Regions from separate parts of the Mus musculus genome. Here regions 1, 3, 4, 5, 6 and 7 are each linked to region 2. A link is a contact called in public Hi-C and promoter capture Hi-C data. All regions are on one chromosome and are shown on one strand. The core of a region is the stretch at or near the end of the contact, and the rest is flanking DNA. Distances in the headings are between cores, read along the strand shown.

Region 1 (2,715 bases), core at 160-2,659, 5.7 Mb after region 2:
CATTCCCAAGTGAGATGAGCCTTGCCATGGAAACTTCAAAAACCTGTTTGTCTGTGGTGGCTCGAGTCATCCCAGTGAGAAGCCTTCAGAAGAATTAGGACGCAAGGCAAGAGAAGCTAGGAGGTAGCCACAGAGCAGGTAGGGTTTTCAAAGAAAAGGAAGTCCTCCTCTGGGAGCTAGCTCACTGCTTTGGGCCACCAGGGTTAAGTACCGCCACTGTAATTACTACACGTACCTGTCTTTATTTCCTCCCCCAACCCACTATTTTTTTCCTTCCTGGCCTACTTTATGACAGTTATTATATATGAATGATGATGATCAATAGATCACTTCAAATTTCAGAGCTCTAATCTGGCCAAGACTAAGTCACTTGGATGAAAAGTGAGAATATGATTAGAGTCCAAACCAAGACTGATTGGGCGTCTCCCTACCCTCCTCCTATGGTTACCACAAGGAAGTTGAGCAGTCTCTGACATTTCTACTTGAGAAGAAAGCTAAATAGAAGCCTTCTCCAAAAGCACGTTAGAAATAAGGACTAGCCTGCTGAATATAAAATCAAATCACCTTGGAAACTGGCAGGGTCTAGCAAGGCGACTTATATTCTTGTTTCTTTTTATAATCACCGGGAAGTGTTTCACATGTAACCCGACCTATTACGTCAGAAAGAGGCCAAATCCGTTTAGGAGTTGAAAAAAATAAACCAAACGGTCCTTAGAGCCAAAGCGTCTGAATGCCTAGCTGTCTACCAACAAGGACAGCCTTTCCCTAAAAGTCAACAGCCCAAGACCCGACCCCCCAACCAGACCGCAAGCTCCCAGGCCAGCGGCCAGCGGTTTCTCGGGTAAACAGACACCCCAGCAAGGTCAGCCGAGCACGCCGCGGCGTCTGCTGCAAACACCTCTTTGTTCGAGGCTGGACCCCCACAAAGGTGGAGTCCGGAGACTCCCGGGACGATCCGCAAACAAAAGTTGCTCATCAGGCCGCCATCCGGAGCTACCCAGGCGGACTCGTGTGTGTTCAAAGGACGAGGGCTGGGAGTGAGCCTGGGTGAGACGTGCGAGACGGAAGTCGCTGGCGAGACCCGCCGGGGCCGCCGAGAGTCGGCGGGCGGCGGAAGGGCGGGCCCCCTCCTCGCCCTCGGCCCACAGCCCGGCCAGAGGAGCCGCGTGTCGGCTCGCGCTTCCCCCCAACCCCGGGGCCCACCGCCCGCCCACGCCCGCTCACCTTCACGCGGTTGAGCCCGGCCTCCAGCCGGAGCTGCTGGACCACCTTCTTCATGGCGGCGACGCTAGAAGAACCCGACATGGCGCTCGGGACAGCCGGGCCGACTCGTCAGTCCGGGCAGGGGGCGGCAGGTCGCGGGACGGCGGGGGCGGGGCTCCGAACTTCGTCGAAGTTTCCGGGGCTGTGCGCGCCGCGCATGCGCGCCGACGCCCCCTCCCCCTCCCCCCGGGACGGCCGCGGGCTCCCCCCGCGCGCGCGAGAGAGAGAGAAGGGGCGGAGCGGCCGGTGGGCGCGGTGGCGACGGGGGCGGTGCGGCCCGACGCCCGGCCGGCGCCTTCCGCCTCTGGAGGGGCTGGGTAGGGCGAGGTAAGAGGACGCCCCGGGGCGGACTCGGGAGCGCGGGGAGGGAGGTCCGCGACCGACGGCGGGGTGAGGGACGTGGCCGCGCTGCCTCGGGGCGTCCGTGACACGTCCCAAGTCCCGCCAGCTCAGCCCTGTGTGAGGCGCCCTCGGGTGAACCGGCGGCGCCGGCCGCAGCTCGCCCAGCCCGGGGCCCAGGGCGCCGTAACGGACCCGGGCCGCGGGACCCTGGACGGTCGGAGGCTGGCCTGTCGCCGAGAGGTGCGAGCCGCCCCGCACAGCTTCCTGTTAGCCCTGTCTTTCTGGAATCTGTCCCCCGTGCTTTTTTAAAAAATAAAGCGTTCGCGTTCGGGGATCGTTTGCTCTTTTGATGTCCCTGTAATTGCTGACTTCGTGCTTGTAACTGATGAACCCCAGAGGGGTTTTCAGAAGGACTCAAAAGTTTAGTAAGATTTAAATTAGTCCTGTTGAGACCTAACATCTCTAAACAGGAGGTTCGTCGTGAGTGCTGTTTCTTTGGGATACTGAGAAAAATGACATGGTTTGCTCTGGGCCAACACATCGCGTTACTGAGCAGTTAATATCAGTTTGGGGTTTTACCCAGTCCTTAACAGTGACCATCTAAGAAACTTGGGTTTGAATTTAGCCCTGGTGTGCTTGGGCAAGCCGTTTAAACTGCCGAAGTTAAAACGCTCCCTGGATTTCTTGGAAAAAAAAAATGAAACGAAATGAAATTATATGTGTAAAGAATACGAAAACTGAGGCTGGAAGATGGCAGTTAGAGGACTGGGGAACTGAGCCCTCGTGCAGAGGACCTAAGGTCACACTTCCCACCACCCACACTGGGCAACTCAAAAGCACCAAGTCCTGGGCTACTGTCACCCTCACTGGAGTCTGGGAACGTTTGCATTCACACACGTACATTAATTAATACATAATTTAAAAAGTGAACGAACAAACCATATTGTTTGAGACAGGGTCTCACTTTGTAGTTCTGGCTGGCCTGAAACTCCATGTAGACCAGGCTGGCCTCGAAACCCACAGCCTTCCAAGCATTGTGATTAAAGGCTTGTGCCTCCAAAATAAATTAATTAATGCAAAATGTAACACAAATATTTTACTTTGTGCCTT
Region 2 (2,870 bases), core at 339-2,838:
ACACTAGAGACAATTCAGCAGGAAGCCTTAAACCTCAGGCCTGCCTAGGCTTTCGGTAGAGGCCCTGCATCAAAAAGTTTCCTCAGATGCCCAGGCAGACACACTTGTCCCTGAGCCTAACAACTTACACCTGACCAAAGGGTCCTACATGGAAGGAGAATCAACTCCCACAAGTTGTCCTCTGACTTCTATGTACACCAACCACATTGCTCATGGAATCCCTCTGTATGAATAAATATATTTTTTCAGTATCTATGCACTAGATAAGTGTGCTTGCTGTATTATGGTAGACTTGATAAACCTTGATTGAGTCGGTAATCTTTCGGTCCTGAAGGAAGTTTCCAGTATAGTCAAAGCTGGCTTTAAAAACCTGCTCATGTCTAGCAACTACAACAGAGCCATAAGGGTTTATTTTACCTTACAGGCAAATTCCATAACATACTTTTTTTTTTGAGACAGGTCCCTCTTGGCCGTTTTGACTGGCCTCAAACTCAAGAGACCTGCCAGGCTCTGTCTCTCGAGTGCTGGGACTAAAGTCGAGCACCACCCCACCCGGCAAGGCAACATTATACATTTTTAAGCTACAAAGAAGTCGGGGGCGGGGGCTACTTGAAGACATTGACGTTCAGGTTATTGGGGGGGGGGTGTCAAATGCAAGGACTCTTATCTATCCAACCCTTTTCATCTGGGAAAATGGTTGCCATTCGAGGCAACAGTACGTCCCTACGTAGCACAAAGAGGTTGGAGGCTTCGACTTGGGAAGAGAGAGGCAGATTCAAACTCAAGGCTGGGGAAGAAAGGGCCCGGGGCCATTTGGAGCTGGGGAAAGGATTGGTGGATCGCACGCAGATCCCGCCCCGGGGAGAGCCTCGCTGGTGAACGCCGCGGGGAACGTTAGGCTAATTACGGCGAGGGTGGAGAGCTCGGCGGCGCGGGAAGCGGCGGGGACCGCTAGCCAGGCAGCCGGCCCTCCCTGGCTTGCCCTCGCCGTGACCTGAGCGCCCAGAACCTTCCACGCGCCTGGGTCGGGCGGAACCGGAGCCGAGGGAGCCGGGGCAGGCAGGGCGCACGGGGCGGCGAGGCCGCGCGCGCGGGGCGGAAGTGGAGGCCACGCTCGGGGAGAGCGCGTGGGAGGGGGGGGCGCTTCAGACCACGACAACGGGCTCGGCCTCGAGCCGCTGGGACCCCTCGTGAGAAGACGCCATCTCCTCGGGCGGCAGCCGCGAGTGCGAGCAGGGCCGGACCTGCCCCGCCGGCGGCTCTCGGGGGTCGGGGAGGGGAAGCCGCCGCGCGGTCGGTCCACGCTTACCTGCCGCGCTCTCTGCAGGGCATCTTTGAAAGCGTCGTTAACGACTCCGCCGCCGCCGCCGCCAGCCGAGCCAGACGACGGCGGAGGCACTGTGGAGTAGTCGGCCATACCCACGCTACAGCACACGCTGCCGTTTCCTCGCGGAGGGAGGCGCCGCTCTCGGTTAACTGCTAAGAAAGGAAGAAGATGGCGGCCGTCGAGGCTCTATCACATTCTTGCACGACCATCGTGCCGTAAAGGGGCGGAGACTGGCAGACGGAAATCCCGCGATGTTTCAGCGCTGACGCGCGATTGGCGGGGGGTGAAGAGGGGGTGGAGGGTACAGAGAAGGGACGCCGGGCGAAGAATATCGCGAGACTTGACCGGGCTCCCACGAGAGTAGGGTCTCTCTGGGCGCCTCCTCGCAGCGCGAGTGCGGGCCATTGTTCCCTCGCCTCGGCGGCTGAGGCAGTGGCGCCCGGGAAGTGTGCCGCCCGCGCTTGTAGGGGACTTGGAAAGGCCGTCGCGGATCAGGGAGCTAGCTAGTGTCCTTCCGTGTTTCCGTAGTAAGGGGCCTGACGTCGTCGGGCGGGGACGTCACGCAACAGTGTCGCGCGGCCGCACAGCCCGAGGGCCGCGCGCACGGGGCGTGCGGGGCGTCCGCGGCGACGCTGCGGAACCGTCTGCGGCCCGGCGGCGGGAGCCCACCATGCTCCGGGGCGCCGAGCTGCCTCTGCCCATGTCTCCACCCGGGCCGGTCACAAGCGGGGAGGAACTCAGACCACCGGGCCCTTAGTTCTCGAGCCGATTGCCTACTGAGTCTCTTATGTAAAATAGTGTGGGCGAGCGGATGGTGAAAGTATGACCGCCCTTTGTCCTTTAAAAACGTGAGTGTTGCACATCCAGTATGTAGACACCTAGCGTTGCGTGTCTTTGGCCAGTCTTACCATGTGCCCCTTATGTCACGAACGTGTCATGCTCCTGACACAAACCGGCTTTACTGCGTTTTCCCCACCCCCCCCCCCGCGCCCCTGCGGGTAGTCAGATCAATGTCATGGTCTGAATTTTCATTTCTGGACTAGTTGGCTTTGCAGGCAGTTTCTAATATTTGTCATATATGCCAATAACCACGTTTCTCCAGACCATTCCTGAGCGTGTCTTAGCCATGCTAGCCTAATGCTGGCAATTACTACGGTGAATGAGGGTTCTTGGGCCTTTATTCTGTTTATACTTAGTATGCCACAATGATCCCTGCTCTCAGTTTAGCTAAGAAAAAGGCAAAATGGACTGTCTAATGTATGACGTTTCCCCCCTCTCAGTCTAAGAAGCATTTTTCTTAACACCAATCTTAGAATGAGAGAAATATGTTCCCTTGGCTTTCCGATAGCCGGAAACTATGTGTCCAGTACCCACTATCAGTTACTAAGTCAGGTGCTGGCAGATACAAACAGCATGATTTTCTTAAAACCAGCTCTGTCTTAGCCATTTGATAGCTCAGTTTGACCTGTTTAACCTGTTCATGGATGTCTAGGAATGTCCGTGGATTTAGAAAAACAGTAAAGGTATTGGGCTACAGATTTAA
Region 3 (3,008 bases), core at 509-3,008, 7.5 Mb after region 2:
TTTATCTCCTTTTAACAGGGTCGACGTGCACCCATCCACTCCACCCCCGTTTTTCCTGTTTTCTTTTCTTTCAGTTGGGACTGGAACCAATGGCCTAACACTTACACTTGGAAAATTCTACCCACTGAGCTCCAGCCTCAGAACTTCCTCCCGATTTTTTAAAATTATATAGACCTAAAGCCTGCAGAGAGGTTCCAGAGATCGTAAGACTCCTTTCGTTCTTGCTTGATAGCAGCAAAGCAAATGTCAACAGCTGCGTCTCCTGTAACTATTCTCTCCTTCTTCGATAGCACAAGCTCTGTCTTGTCTAAGACAACAATACGTACTGTTAAAGACAAGACCTACCATTCTCTCACAAATGCTCTTAGTTTTTTTTAACAGAGCACATTGCATTTATTCGATCGAACTGCCATTGTGAGGACCTAAATGGCCCAGTTCTCACTAACGATGTGAAAATGAAAGTTTACGAGCTGGGGGTTATGGAATGCTTGTTTTAAAGGAGAAAGGGACACTGAGCTGGTGTGTACTTTTGCCTCTCCCCTTCATTTCCTTTCTAATGTGAGAACATATGTGTGATATCTAGAGGTTCCAGAGGCATCTTGAAACACCAAAATGAAAGTTACATGATAAGACCTGTAAAACAGGATCTATTGGACAGTGGTTTGGTCCCCAGGATAAAGGAAGTGGGGAGAAGAAAAAGGAGGGAGGAACAAGAAAGAAAAACAAAGACAGGAGGGTGATGGGTTTGAAGCGGTCTTTGGATACCTGAAGCCAGGCTAGGTCGCATGAGGCCTTTTCTCAGAAAACAGAAACTAAATTAGCTGAGTGTAGTGTGGGTGTCTGGGTGGGTGGGTGTGGGGGGAAGGGCTCATGCCTTTATCACACAGCTAAGAGTTGGAAGGTTGAGGCCCTGCCAGACAGTAGGTACTCAGGAGTGAAGGAATGTATAACCGGATAGGAACCTTGTCTTTCTTCTCCATTGTCTCTCTGAAATGCTCTTATATACCTTCCCAGGGGATGGGAGATACTTTCTAAATATGCCTCAGATGACCACCAGCCACCAAAGGGACTGAACCCTTCAGCACCTACTCAATGCCTCACACACAATAGGTCCTCAACAGTGAGTCAAAGTATAATAGGGTAGGGGACAATGAAGACAATCCCGTTCAGCAAAGATTGGCTAGGTGTCTACCCAAGCCATAGGTAGCCTTTGACCCCAGACCCAATACAGGAAATCCGGGCCAATGATTCTATAGTGTCAGTTCTGTTTCCTTTTAAGGAACGTTTTGTCCATGCTTTTCTAAGGAACTTTTGTCCGGGCGATTCTGTCACAGACACTCACTGAGATGCTGTGGGAGGGAATCAGGGTGAGAGCCCAGGAGGCTCTCGTTCTGGTAAGAACTTCCACTGATGCTCTGACACTGGCTTGGTGCTTAGTGAGCTGTCAGGAGAGCCTCAGCCGCGGCTCCACCCAGTGGTGAATCCTCGGCCACCCTGCAGGGGTCGCTGTTCCCATGAGAACCTCTGCAGCGGCTCCACCCAGTGGTGAATCCTCGGCCTCCCTGCAGGGGTCGCTGTTCCCATGAGAACCTCTGCAGCGGCTCCACCCAGTGGTGAATCCTCGGCCACCCTGCAGGGGTCGCTGTTCCCGCGAGGACACCCCCGCCCCCCACCCCACGCCATCGGTGAGGCCACGCCCCCCTCCCGGCCGGCTGTTTTCCGCCGCGGTTGCACAGTCGCCGGGCGGCGGGGCGGGGCGGGGCCTTCCTCCGGACGCGACCTCGGTCCCCGTGGCTCGCAGCTGCTCGGCGACGCGACAGGCCCAGCGTGTGAGCGGAGAGGCGCGCGCTCGCGGGCGCCCGCCCTCTTCCCTCCCCCGCCTCCCCGCCAGGAAACGACAGCTGCGCGGGGCTGGCGCCGCCTCCCGCCACCTACCACGTCCGCCCCGCCGTCGCCGTCGCCCGGCGCCCCAGCCCGGCCGCGGCGCTCCCCGCCTCCCCGCTAGCGCAGCCGGCGGCTCTGCCCGGCTGCCGCCCGGCATGAACATCATGGATTTCAACGTGAAGAAGCTGGCGGCCGACGCGGGCACCTTCCTCAGCCGGGCCGTGCAGGTACGGCGGCGGCGGTTGGGGCCGGGCGGGGTGGTGGCGCCGGGGAGGGCGAGCGGAGGGCGGGTCGGGGACGGCGTCGCCCTGGTACCCAGGCCTGCCGATGGGCGCGGCCTGGCGCCCCTGCCCCGCTGGCCGTTTCCGCCTCGCTCGCCCGGCCGCCGCCGCCCCGCGCCCCGGCAGGCGAGTCGGGACGCGGCCCAGGGCGGACACCTTGGGTTCACCCCGGGGCGGAGGCCTCGGTGCCCCAGCCGGCGAGGCAGGGCACGCCGAGCACCTTGGCGCCACCCCCACCCTCCGCTGCGCTCGCTCTCGCCCTCCGGGCCGCGTCCGACCGAGAAGGGAGTTTCCTTTTCCTGCCCCTCAACGCAGAGGAGCTGCCAGCTCAGTTCCCACCAGCCCTCGCTGCTGCCCCTTGGAAGGATTGTCCCAGAGCTTAGCAGCCCGTGGGGGAGATGGAGATTGCCTGTCCCTGTCGGTGTCCCAGCTTCACCAAGGACGCAGGACACCTAGGATTAGGGGTGCCCTGACGCGTTCCCCAGATGGGCTATATAGAGCAGGGGTGAGAGGAGGACGCGATTCACGTTGTTGTCACATTGGAGGGGACCGGGCACGCTTGGCTTCAGGCGCACTTGGAAGGGAAAAGTTCACTGCGTCTCCTTATTCTGTGATTAAGGAAGTGTCAGCAATAGGGAACTTGGGCAGATTTTTTACAGTCAACACCCACATTATGCAAACTCAGTTAAATCTCGGAGCAGATGTCAATTTCACAACGTGGCTTGTAAACAATCTGGTATTGAAGTTAGTGACATAGGGTAGCAGCAGCCCTCTGTTCCGGAAAGAGAAAACAAAAGTAATGTCCCATGTGCCAAAATCCCACCGAACTATAAATCTCACGTG
Region 4 (2,763 bases), core at 186-2,685, 5.7 Mb before region 2:
GGTCCTGGTGTGGAAAGAGCAACAAAAACAAAAGTCTCTTCAATTGCTTTGGGAAATTAAATGCGGACACATTTCAGTATGGCTTTCAAAAACCAGTGTTTACAGCACGAGGTCAGTGACGGATAAAAACTCACATCTATCTGCGCGTACCTGGGCGGTGAAGACCGGCAAGAAGGGAGGGAGGGAAAAAGGAAACGTTCCCTAAAACCCAGAAGACCTGCCTGGATGTGAGATAGCCCGACCTTTTGGCACTCGCAAAGACTGCCGCAGAGAAAATGCAACCTGTCCCGAAATGCTCAGGTGGAAAAGAAGAAAACATCCTTGCTGCACCCTGACCCCTGGCACGCTCGCTGCACCTGAAAAGACTCGAGGTTTTCCGCCAGAGGAAAACACGGTGCGGGAGAAGGGACCGGGAACCCGGAGGCCAACGGTCACCCCCACCCCACCTCCGAGGGGACGGAAATTAGGCAAAGCTCACCATGATTATCTTTCTGTCCGATATTGTGCGTGCGGATGAGCGAGGACAGTCTCCTCACGTCCCCCTTAAAGACGCACTCGTGGACCGGGTAGAGCGAGGGGCAGCCGCCTCCGTCAGCGACTAAAGCGGGGTTGCTGCCGCCCAGGCAGGCCGGGGCAGGGCAGGTGGCAGTCACTGCGTTGTGCTGCGGCGGGGCCGGAACGCCGGGGCCCGGAACGGCGGGCGCCTTCAGCTGCAGCCGGTGGTGGTGGCTGAAGATCTTATGGCAGGCCTTGCCGCCCTTGCCGCTGCCGCCCGGTCCGCTTCTGCCCCCGGTGAAGGCGCCGCCGAGCGCGGCTGTCGCCTCCTCCTCGCAGGGCTCCAGCACGTCCCCGTCCTCTTTGCTGGGCTTGTGGTCCCTCCGCAGGGAGCGGATCTTCTCCCCGGTCATAGCCGCCGCGGCGCGCGGGACAGGCTCCGGGAGGCTCACCGCGGGCCGAGCCGGCGCGGCGGCGGCGCCGGGCGATTAGAGCGGCGGCCGCGAGCCTAGCACGCAGCATGAACTCCCGGGGCGACCGCGGGTCCGCGACACGCGCATCTCCCGGAGGCGGCGGCCCTCGTCTCGGACGAGGAAAGCCGCAGCTCAAGAGACCACGACCGCACGACGCCCGGCGCCGCCGCCGCCGCCTCCTCCTCACTCGGAAAGACCCGGCGCAGCCATCTTTCCCCGGCTCCTCTCGCGAGAGCTTCGGAGGAAACGCCGCCGCGGAGTGTTAGAGGGCCGCTTCTGCGCTTGGGTCAGGGTCCGGGCAGCGCCCGCGCTCCTCTCGCACAGGGTTCCACCCTGGGCCGGGCCCTGCGGCTGAATTCAGACCCAGACTCAGAGCTCTGACCTGGTGCTCTGGGCCTTCGTAAAGGAGGAGGTCAACGGCAGTTACGAACTCTAGCTTAAAGGCTGAAACCCTGTTTGTCAACCTCCCTCAGAACGACGTAGGAAGACACCACCGGATATCGGACGTGACGTCACTCAGCTGCGCTGGACCTTCAGTAAACACTCGCTAAGACTCTGCTGGGTTCCCTAACCTGTGCAAGGACTTGCTCAGGCTGGCAAGGCTGTAGGCGAGGAGAGATGGCCAGTTATCCTGGAGGAATCTAGGGCCTGACTTTGGAATTCAAAGGCTGTTTATTACACCGGGAATGGAGGATTTTTCAAACAGCTGTTAGTTGAGTGTATTTGGGACAAACGTCAGAGTTAAAGTATGTGGAGGATGCTTACTTGAGGAAATGGAGTAATTGTTTTTAAATAAGTGGGCAGTAACCCGGGTGAGAGATGATGAAAGCATGCTCTGGGATACAGTGAATCCGGAAAAAGCTTAAGACTCCTTTAAAAATGAGTTCAAATTTAGCATATTGAAGTTGGAGGTCCTTGGTGTTTTTACACAGAGTGCTAGTTATACAGTTTGGAATTTTGGACATAAATTCTTTGGAAGTAGGAAACGGATCTTAGATCAGATTCAGGAATTGCACAGTAACCCAGCGAAATAAAATGGTGTAGAACAAAAGTGCCATAAGACGTATAGAATGAATAGTCGAGGTAGTGAGTGGGAATCAAAGCACTGTGTGTGTGTGTGTGTGTGTGTGTGTGTGTGTGTGTGATGAAATTGTGAACATTTAGAAAACTAAACTGAACATGGTGGCTCACATCAATAAGTTCCAGCACTCCAGAAACTGAGGAAGGGCAAAAGGATTGATCACATGGATTCAAGGCTAGCCTGAGCTACAGAGTGAATGCTGTCCCAAAATTAGTAGATGGACCAGTGACATGACATGCCACTGAGCATTCAATCCCTGGGACCCACATGGTAAAAGAAAAGAACCCATTCCAACAAATTGTCCTCTGGTGCATACCCACACACACACACAAAATTAGTCTTAAAAAAAAAAAAAAAAAACAGTAAATAGTAGGTAGGCAGCCAAAATCATGTACCTAATTACTGGCTGCTACCTCTTGATGGATGTTAAAACTCCTAAGTGTTCTTTCAGTGAAATCAAACACCATGAACATTTTTTTTTAAGACAACCTATTGTGGTGGTATATGCTTACAATCCCAGCACTCGGGAAGTAGATACAGGAAGGTTGCCTCAAGTGACTGTTCTCAAAAAACAAACATCTCATCCCTTTAAACTTTGAGGTTTAAGGCTTATAGTATGTAATGGGTAGGGACATCAAAATATGAGTACTATTAAAGATATTTAGTACAAGAAAAATGTAAATTCTGAGATTCTGTAACATCCCAATATAACAT
Region 5 (3,084 bases), core at 30-2,529, 5.7 Mb after region 2:
TGTCTCATTTTTCTCTAAGGTGAGAGCTGTGCGAATACTACCTTTGTTCAATTCATTAACATTTCTCACTCCACCCATCTTCCCTTAGTTTCTTCTTAAATAATAATAAATAACTTTTAAGAATTATTTAATGTAGCCGGGCGTGGTGGCGCACGCCTTTAATCCCAGCACTCGGGAGGCAGAGGCAGGCGGATTTCTGAGTCCGAGGCCAGCCTGGTCTACAAAGTGAGTGCCAGGACAGCCAGAGCTACACAGAGAAACCCTGTCTTGAAAAACCAAAAAAAAAAAAAAAAAAAAAAAAAAAAGAATTATTTAATGTATATGAATACATTGTAGCTGTCTTCAGATACACCAGAAGAAAGCATCAGATCCCATTACAGATGGTTGTGAGCCACCATGTGGATGCTGGGAATTAAGCTCAGGATCTCTGGAAGATCAGTCAGTACTCTTAATCACTGAGCCATCTTCCCAGTCCCCTTAAATAATTATTATGAGTATTGTTTTTTATGTGTAAATCAAGGAGACTGTAAATTCAGCTTTATGACAACCACTCACTTAGCATCTACAAAGCCTGAGTCAGGGCCGTAGCGCCTTAAAAATAAAGCAAAATGCCTGATCATTTTCTCCCTCAAAATCCACCAAGAGGACTACATCTTACACAAAACACAGCGTCTTTACAAAACCCTCACAGAATCTATTCAACTTCAAGCCTCTTCTTCTCTCCTAAATTTTCGTCTGACTTCTGGTGTCTGTGGTGTTTGAGTGGTAGACTAGTTTGCTGCTGCTAAGGGGCCTCGCAGCTGGCCGTTTCCATTGTCTGGTAGGCGTTATCAGTTTATCTCAGATGAAAGGATTTTCCTGCATTGCTGCATAAGCATTAAGTCTGAGACCAGTGAGAACGTTGGAAGTGTGATGCTTCTTTGCTCTCTTTTTAATCTTGTTCTGTTTAGAAATTGTTCTATTAGAAATAATGTACAGTCGGGAACGAACTCTGAATTTTGACACTTTCTTTCTTTCTTGGGGGGAGGGGAGTTCGAGACAGGGTTTCTCTGTGTAGCCCTGGCTGTCCTGGATCTCAGGCTGTAGACCAGGCTGGCCTCGAACTCAGAAATCCGCCCGTCTCTGCCTCCCTAGTGCTGGGATTAAAGGCGTGCGCCACCACCAGCGTCCAGCCTTGGCACTTTCTTACATAGCTAATCCATAAAGCAAAGCGCTAGTTCCGGAACTTGGCGGCCCCGGAAGTAAAACCGTATGACCCGGGTCAAAGACAGAGAGCACTTCCGTTTCCGTACAGCCGTAAACAACATGGCGAAGGCCGGCGAGAAAAGTGTTGGTGGCGGCAAGCGAGGCTTGAAGAGGAAAGCTGCCGCTGAAGAGCCTCAAGAGGCTGCGGCCGCGAGCGATGGGACGGCGGAGAGCGGGGTGCAGCCCGCGAAAGCGGCCGCCTTCCCCCCGGGCTTCAGTATCTCGGAGATTAAGAACAAGCAGCGGCGACACTTGATGTTCACGCGGTGGAAACAGCAGCAGCGGAAGGTACGCGCGCGGGGTTGGCGGGGCACGAGCGCAGGGGCGGGGCCGGGAGCGCGCGGGGCTGGGGGGGGGGCGACGTGCGCGCGCGGGGTTGAAGGGGCGGGGCCGGGGGCGCGCGGGGTTGAAGGGGCGGGGCCGGAGGCGCGCCCCCAGCCCCTCGCTTGGCTACGGGGTCCCCAGCGTCAGCCTTTTGCCGGATGAGCTTGGCGTAGGGGAATCCGGCCCTTGCCTGCTCCGTGGGTTGCACTCTCTGGGAAGCCGAGGGATTTGGAACCGACGATCCAGCCTCTGGCCGGAGATGGCAGAGGGTCCGCCCCCTGCCTTTGCGCATCCCGCCTGCCTAGCGTTGGTGGTAAACTCCAGGTCCTAAACGTGGCCCCAGACTCTTTCAAGGAACCATTGGTGAAGTTTCAGCACTGTGAAGTGTCTGTCATAGCTGTGTTTGCTCTCTTCCGCCTTGTGCTCGCACTGAAAACTAGACAGACTTGTAAGTAAGCCTTGCCCAGGATCATGAGGCTCATTTGTGTCTAAATTACAATTTTAAAAATTCCCTATTACAGCATACACAGCAACTAACACATGATTTTATATTTGTGTTCTCTTACTGGAGGACCTTGGCTGGATCTTTTCGTAAGTGCTAGGTCGCTACTGGAGTTCTTTTTATTTATTTATTTATTTTTTAAAGATTTATTTATATGAGTGCACTGTAGCTGTCTTCAGACACACCAGAAGAGGGCATCAGATCCCATTACAGATGTTTGTGAGCCACCATGTGGTTGCTGGGAATGAACTGAGGACTTGTGGAAGAACAGTCAGTTGTGGAGGTTTTTTGGTTTTTGTTTTTTTGTTTTTTTCAAGACAGGGTTTCTCTGTGTAGCCCTGGCTGTCCTGGAACTCACTTTGTAGACCAGACCTCGAACTCAGAAATCTGCCTGCCTTTGCCTCCCAAGTGCTGGGATTAAAGGCGTGCGTCACCACCGCCGGGCTTGATTTGCAATTTTGAGGGAGGAATGTCCTAAAAGCCTTTTTTTTTTGGACTGAAGATCAGTAGGCACTACAGAATGTGTCAGACATTTTGTCTAGATTCAGGAGATTATAGTGTATACTAAGTAACAACTGAACATGTTTGCAACTTCCTATTGACCTTAATAGGTAGTTTTGGTTATAACCTATAAGAATAACTAGTGGTGACCTTATTGGAAATGTCCTGAGAACTCATCTCCCATTTCTGTCTATTTTCAGTGCTTTTCAAGAGAAGTAACCATTATACCCATAATCTTTAGAACGCATCCACTAGGGGAAAATGTACTTGTTCATTCATACGTTTAATTAATTGGAAGTATTATAGTAAAAAATTAAAGTTACTGAAAGTTTAAATGTTCAGACTTAATGTTGATTTGATGGAAGCAAAACAAAGAGCAAGCTCTTTGTCAAATGAATCTTCTTGATTAGCCTGCCCATTTGTAGTTCAATATTTTAGCTATTAAAGAAAAATCGATAAGTCTAGTTGTGAGTGGGAGTATGCACCTGTAATCTAAAACACTAAGGAGTCTG
Region 6 (2,720 bases), core at 54-2,553, 5.8 Mb before region 2:
TATAAAATAGTTCAAATATCCTAGGAACCATGTAGTCAGATTTATCCACTTTCTGGGTACCAATTTCTATTCTACTCTTCTTTCCAGACGCTGTGGTAAAATACCATAACAAAGAACCTTAGAGAAAAAGTTTATTTTAGCTCATAATTTCATTTGCAGGCCATCAGTCAAGATGGCAGGAACTTGGAACAGCTACTCACAACACAACTACAATCAAGAGCAGAGGGAGAAATGAATTAAGGCACGCACACTTTTTTATACGACTCAACCTTTGGATTCAAGACCCAACTTAGGGAATGGCACAACCCACAGTGGGCTAGATCTTCCTACATCAATTATCAATCAAGACAGGTCTTCATAGACGTTCTTCATAGAGAACATGATCTAAATAATCCCTCATTGATTGTGTCAACTTGACACAAGTAATCATCACATTCAGTAAGCATACACATAATGTCTTTACTTAGTCAACCTTACAGATACATAAGTACATTATTAGAAGTGGAAGATTTTAATCAATGCAAGTAGAAAAAAATATTACAGAAAGAATGCTTCACTTCTCAATCCTCTCTTTGTCTCTGTCCTCTCCTACCAAACACATACACTACAAAGGTATTTATTTATACTTAGTAATATGTAGATTTGTGCTTGTTGATCATTCATAGGTTTCTCAGGATGTTCTCAAATTCATATACTCCGCAGCATTTACTCTGAATTAGTACTTAGGATAAGGAGTATGTTTGTCATTGGGATTTTCCTCAAGTGGAAGAAAAAAAAAGGCTAGGCTTGAAAGAAAATTATTCTAAGCTCACAGAGGGGAGCTGGTAAAACGAAAATAAGAGGAAGGCGAATCAAATACCTGCCTATCCTCTATCTCACAGCGAATTTACTCCCAAACTACGATGTTTATCCCGTATTCTGTGGACATCTCAGTGAACACTTCGAGTAAGTCAAGGCCAGTCTTAGCAGGGCCACGGAGCAGGCGCGGGTGGGTGCACAGGGGACCAAGAGGATGTTCGCGCGCTGCCTCACCTTCCCCGAGGTTCCTTCCCGCCAAGTTGAGTTGGCCGCTGCTTCTCGCTGCCTTCAGCAGGCCCTGGGGAACAGAGGGGCCTCTGTCCTTGCCCTCCGCGTGGAATCCCGCACGAGGGTCAAACCTAGGGGCTCTCAGCTGGCGCGACATATTCAAAAGCTCACACCGGAAGCCCCGACCACGGCTGTGACGTTTCAAGGTGCCATGGCTGGATAACCCCGCCCCTTCCGCCTCACAGTAATCCGGGCCTTGCCCTAGCTGCGCGCGCTGATGTCGTCACCGCCAGCTCCCGGGACCGCAGGACCGACGAGCCCTTCCGTTGCCCTCACCAACCTCGCCCTCAGGAGAAACTTCTTTCGGGTAAGTGCGTCTAACGGGCTGAGAGGTCCTCGTGGGGGGAACATGGGCTCCCTAGACAGCGCGGTCGGGCATGGCTGCGCTACCCAACGTCGCATCAGAACGTGGCGGCGTCGAAACCTGAGGCGCGGCCTGTGGCCCTGGGCGCCAGGCCTGGGGATCGCTGAGTTCAGTGCGGTGATCGAATTGATCCCGGAGAACAGGATGGCGAGTGACACGAAGCTTGGCCCTTAAGCTTAAGTACCCACCTGACAGCTAAAAGCTGTGGTGAAGGGCTCGGACTTCGAATCCTGCTCGCTTACAGACTAACTTATGCAGTTGGTCCCACGCTTACGAAGCTCATTTTTCACTGATTTACCGATAATCCAGTCTTAAGAAGTTTTAAAAATAACTTCGGATAATGAAAATGTAAATACTGACCTGGCATGGTGGCGCACGTCTTTAATCACAGCACTAGATTAGGCAGAGTCAAATGGATCTCTTGAATTGGAGGTCAGCCAGGTCTACACAGCGAGTCCAGGACAGCCAGAGCAACAGAGAAACAGTCTCAAAAAAGAAAAAAGGAAAAAAAAAAGAAGAAGAAAGAAAGAAAGCAAAGAAAATTTAAATGCGTAGTTTTGTTGTAAATACAAAAAAGAAAATTTTATTTAATAAGTAGCGATTTCCTGCTTAGTTTTTCCTGGAGTTTACAAAGTATTGATATATTTTCCCAAACGAAGAAGTAGCCCTCAACTATCCAGGGCTGGGGATATAATTCCCTAACGTGGGCAGGGCCGTGAATCCTGTGTCCAGCGCAGACCAAATTCTTTGACTGAAATTGATTTTCTATTACATTCCTCTTTAAGTTTAGTGTTTCTTTTTGCACACGTGAATAGGGTTTCACGTGCCCTGGTGCCTCAGGAGGTTAGAGAACAACTTGAGGGAGTGGGTTTTTTTTTCCACCAACCTGCAGAGCCATCTCACCAGTATGAAATGGTTATGAGTCTGGGGGATGTTTAGAGATTCACTAGAATGCAGCGCCCAGCCACCTCAGTCGGGTTTATAAAGGCAAAGAATGCAAAATTACAATGTGTTTATGTTCAAGCAGAACAAATTTATTTACAGGAACATCAGTTAAAAATATATATCCTTAGCAGTCCTTAACATAGGAGGTCTAATTTTGCCTAACTACAGAGATTTTTAACTTTTAAACATAGTTAGCCATCAACATGTCAGCCATCACAGAAATGAGTTTTTAAATTAATTTGTTTTCTGTGTATTTATGTTTGTGTTTTTTTGCTCTAAGAAAATATCAGATCCTTTGCAACTGTGGTTATGCAATGATTGTGAG
Region 7 (3,044 bases), core at 223-2,722, 6.3 Mb after region 2:
GCGAGCGAGTTCACACCCGCCGCTCTAATAAGGCATCATACCCAGAGACCTCTGAGACTACTTTCAGGCAGAATCCTTACAAACGGAGCGGAAACGTGGGTTGCTGGCACACACCTTCAGTCCTAGCACTGAGATACTGAGGCACAGACAGGCTGGGCTGGCCTCACTCAAGAGACTGGTCTACATAATGAGTTCCGAGAACATTCAGGTTACATAGACCTTGTCTCCCCCCAAAACAAAACAAAAAACCCGAACGATCGAAAGACCGTTAGCATCCAAAGACAATTTCTGGGCAAGCCTTCCAACTCACTAGGCTGTAAACCTTGTCCGGAAGGATTTTCTTCTTTCTGAGTGCTGAAATCTTAAACAACAACACTCCTCTCTCTTACCTGATTCCACTGTCTCCTCCCCTTCAGGCAGAAGCCTGGCTTTCTTGGCGTTCTGTGGGGCATCGTCTCCATTGTCTTCATAGATATTCGACCATTTGATCGCCATGTCCAGCTCTGGCGGCGGCGGCTTCTTCTCAGTAGTGTAGGTCTCTGGGGGCGGCACGCAGTTGGACTTCCAGATCTTGAACTCCTTTGGAGGCTGTCGAGTAAGCACATTAAGAAACCCTGTGACGAACCGAGGTTCCCGCGATGGATACGAGCGCATGCACCTCCCTGCTCATCATTCTGGCTGACTTTCCTCTTTCTTTCTTTTTTAAAATCCTTTAGGCTTAAAAGACACTTTTTTTTTTCCATCAACATCACAACACTGTTAGGTGAAAAAGTCAAAGGGTTCCCTGGATAAATAAAGCTAATAACTTTTAGTTACCAAAGGAGGATGCAGTCCCAGATACTACGGCCAGGCTGACCCCTTCAGGAGGCTGCAGCAGAGACGCTGTCTTGGAGGCAGCAGCGCAGGCACTTCGGCGTCAAAGGGAAGGGGTCTCGGGGAGAAGCTGCAGCGGGGGGCGGGGAGTCACCACCGTTAGTCGTCGCCCGGCTGGGACCCCCGAGCGCGGAGGGGCGGGCCCGGGCTGACACCCCCCGGGCTCCCGGGGCCGTGGGGACGCGCGGCGCGGCGCGGGCTGAGTGCGAGCCGGGGGTGGGCGAGCGGGCGGAGGGGCAAGCGGGCGTCGGGCCCCGGGGCGGCCGCGGGGCCGGGGATCTCACCTCCTCCGGCGCTTTCACCACATGCCGCTCCCAGTCGATCTGCTTGTTGAGCGGGTTGTAGAGGAAGGCCGGGCGGGTCACGCTGCGGAACAGCTCGTCCGGGCCGGGCAGCCGCTTCTCCGCCTGCTTCCCGCGGCCGCCCGTCGTCGGAGCCGAGGCCGCCTCCTTGCGACCCGCGTCTTCCGGCTCGCTGTTCTCATCCGACGAGTCGGAGCTGCTGCTCCCGTAAGCCGCGAAGTAGCTCAACGGGTCCTTCTCTTCGGCTGCCATGACGGCCGCGGGTTCCCACCCTCTCTCGGCCGGAAGCCGGAAGCCGGAAGCCACGGCTGATCCCGCCCCCCAGGCTGGCGAGTTATCCATTTGCGCCCCCTAGCGGCGGAGCCGCGCTCCTACTCATGGGCGGAGATTGGAAGGATGCTGGAGGCGGGGATTCCACAGCCCTCAAGCAAGTTATTTATTTGTTTTTTCTTAAGGATCTCTGGGAAAAAGCAGCGGGAGCCTTAGGATACCCGGAGGGAAATCAGTGGCCACAGTCACACTCTGGGCTTGTAATTTAAAGCAGAGAAAAACCAAACATGCATACCTATAATCCTAGGCAAATTTGAGGGCCAGCGAGGTGCATGTAAGTCCTTTCTTAACAGCTAATACAGTGCAGGAGACGTTGTCTACCAAACAGTAAGAACAAGCAAGCAGGGGGTGGGGGCGCACACTTCTAACCCCAGCACTTGAGAAGATGAGACCGGAGTATTGCCACAAACTAGAGGTCAATGGTGAAATTTTACAGCCCCCCACCCCAAGTTGGTACCATTGTAAATATTTAGATCCCAGTTAAAAATGCCTGGTCAGAGGTGACATAGTCATTAATAACTTGCCATTTGGTCTGATTCTTATCTGCTAAATTCTACAGAAAAATACGAAGTCTGGTAATGGAACGGGCTAGACTGCCTTGTTCAGGTTTATATTCCTAGTATTTATTTTGGTGACCGTCCCTGGAGTACATCAAGGAATATTGCTGGGTTGTAATTTCTGAGATAATAGGTCTGAGTGTTTCTAGAAAAACTTCCTTCCGTCCAAGTACCTAGACTTGACAGAGATACAATTGTTCCCAAAGTACAAAGTCCTGGGTTACCCAAATCATCCTCAGATCTGACATCATTAGCAAATTCAGGGTCCCCTCACGCACCCTCCAGCCTGGTAATGTGACAAAATTGTAGAACCCGCTGAAAGCTGAGTAACCACGTGTATATAGCTACAGTTTACTGCAGCAAATATAGCATAAGTCCAACCAAGGGAAGATGGGCGAGGAGCGGTCCAGAGGAGTCCTCATTCAGAGCTTCCGGTTACCCTCCGGAAACATGAACCAAATCAGTGCAGCTCAGGAGGCAGAGCTCGCTGCCTGGTACTGGGTTCCAGTACCAGCACCCATATAAACTGGGCATGGTGGTGTGTATTTGTAATCTCAGCGCGTGGTGGAAATGGGGTGAATGTACAAGGCTCCGACACCCGTGGCCGTGCTTGTTTATATAATGAGTTTGGGGAAAAACCATAGGGAAGGTACATGGACAAGTGAAACCCCAGGATGTCCAGGAAACTTTAGAGTAGCATCAAGATGCTGGGCTGGCAGAAGGCTCTTAGATGGGGTAAAGAATCTCTAGCATTAAAAATTTAAACTTGAGAGCTGGAGAGATGGCTCAGGGGTTAAGAGCACTGACTGCTCTTCCAGAGGTCCTGAGTTCAATTCCCAGCAACCACATGGTGGCTCACAACCATCTGCAATGGGATCTGATACCCTCCTCTGGTGTCTGAAGACAGCTACATTATACTCATCTACATAAAATAAATATTTTTTTTCGAGACAGGGTTTCTCTGTGCAGTCCTGGCTGTCCT

Evidence for each region. Promoter capture Hi-C pulls out the DNA fragments that hold promoters and counts their contacts. Hi-C and Micro-C count contacts between places; a contact is called where the count stands out from the background.
Region 1: a contact with region 2 is called in a promoter capture Hi-C map of pre-B cells. The contact joins the promoter of Gng5 here to the promoter of Fubp1 in region 2. A contact is called at or near these places in 3 of 39 promoter capture datasets (cranial neural crest, pre-B cells and second pharyngeal arch cranial neural crest) and 6 of 484 Hi-C or Micro-C datasets (CD4 T cells, CD8 T cells, the G1E-ER4 cell line and 2 more).
Region 3: a Hi-C map of B cells shows a contact between it and region 2, with 5 read pairs. The contact joins the promoter of Sh3glb1 here to the promoter of Fubp1 in region 2. A contact is called at or near these places in 1 of 39 promoter capture datasets (pre-B cells) and 2 of 484 Hi-C or Micro-C datasets (B cells and CD8 T cells).
Region 4: a contact with region 2 is called in a promoter capture Hi-C map of pre-B cells. The contact joins the promoter of Ankrd13c here to the promoter of Fubp1 in region 2. A contact is called at or near these places in 3 of 39 promoter capture datasets (the C10 cell line, cranial neural crest and pre-B cells) and 1 of 9 other capture datasets (liver).
Region 5: a contact with region 2 is called in a promoter capture Hi-C map of pre-B cells, with 2.8 times the contacts expected there. The contact joins the promoter of Rpf1 here to the promoter of Fubp1 in region 2.
Region 6: a promoter capture Hi-C map of pre-B cells shows a contact between it and region 2. The contact joins the promoter of Srsf11 here to the promoter of Fubp1 in region 2. A contact is called at or near these places in 4 of 39 promoter capture datasets (the C10 cell line, cranial neural crest and pre-B cells) and 5 of 484 Hi-C or Micro-C datasets (B cells, CD4 T cells, CD8 T cells and 2 more).
Region 7: a promoter capture Hi-C map of the HPC-7 cell line shows a contact between it and region 2. The contact joins the promoter of 2410004B18Rik here to the promoter of Fubp1 in region 2. A contact is called at or near these places in 3 of 39 promoter capture datasets (the HPC-7 cell line, cranial neural crest and pre-B cells) and 1 of 484 Hi-C or Micro-C datasets (CD4 T cells).

Annotation. Positions count from the first base shown.
Region 1 is chr3:146,498,530-146,501,244 of GRCm38.p6, reverse strand. It overlaps Gng5 (guanine nucleotide binding protein (G protein), gamma 5), which reads right to left and starts at 1,409. Exons shown (of 3, transcript NM_010318.2): 1 at 1,225-1,409. The coding sequence starts at 1,305. It overlaps Spata1 (spermatogenesis associated 1), which reads left to right and starts at 1,452. Exons shown (of 15, transcript NM_001316756.2): 1 at 1,452-1,590.
Region 2 is chr3:152,209,140-152,212,009 of GRCm38.p6, reverse strand. Fubp1 (far upstream element (FUSE) binding protein 1) reads right to left here and starts at 1,588. Exons shown (of 20, transcript NM_057172.4): 1 at 1,310-1,588. The coding sequence starts at 1,417. It also overlaps a transcript of Dnajb4 not described here.
Region 3 is chr3:144,719,085-144,722,092 of GRCm38.p6, reverse strand. Sh3glb1 (SH3-domain GRB2-like B1 (endophilin)) reads left to right here and starts at 1,758. Exons shown (of 9, transcript NM_019464.3): 1 at 1,758-2,111. The coding sequence starts at 2,040.
Region 4 is chr3:157,945,672-157,948,434 of GRCm38.p6, reverse strand. It overlaps Ankrd13c (ankyrin repeat domain 13c), which reads right to left and starts at 1,435. Exons shown (of 13, transcript NM_001013806.2): 1 at 479-1,435. The coding sequence starts at 908.
Region 5 is chr3:146,519,618-146,522,701 of GRCm38.p6, reverse strand. Rpf1 (ribosome production factor 1 homolog) reads left to right here and starts at 1,279. Exons shown (of 9, transcript NM_027371.3): 1 at 1,279-1,533. The coding sequence starts at 1,306.
Region 6 is chr3:158,035,189-158,037,908 of GRCm38.p6, reverse strand. Srsf11 (serine and arginine-rich splicing factor 11) reads left to right here and starts at 1,303. Exons shown (of 13, transcript NM_001379531.1): 1 at 1,303-1,393. The coding sequence starts at 1,304. Lrrc40 (leucine rich repeat containing 40) reads right to left here and starts at 1,227. Exons shown (of 15, transcript NM_024194.6): 1 at 1,033-1,227. The coding sequence starts at 1,183.
Region 7 is chr3:145,936,442-145,939,485 of GRCm38.p6, reverse strand. It overlaps 2410004B18Rik (RIKEN cDNA 2410004B18 gene), which reads right to left and starts at 1,472. Exons shown (of 3, transcript NM_025555.5): 1 at 1,158-1,472; 2 at 390-588. The coding sequence starts at 1,427.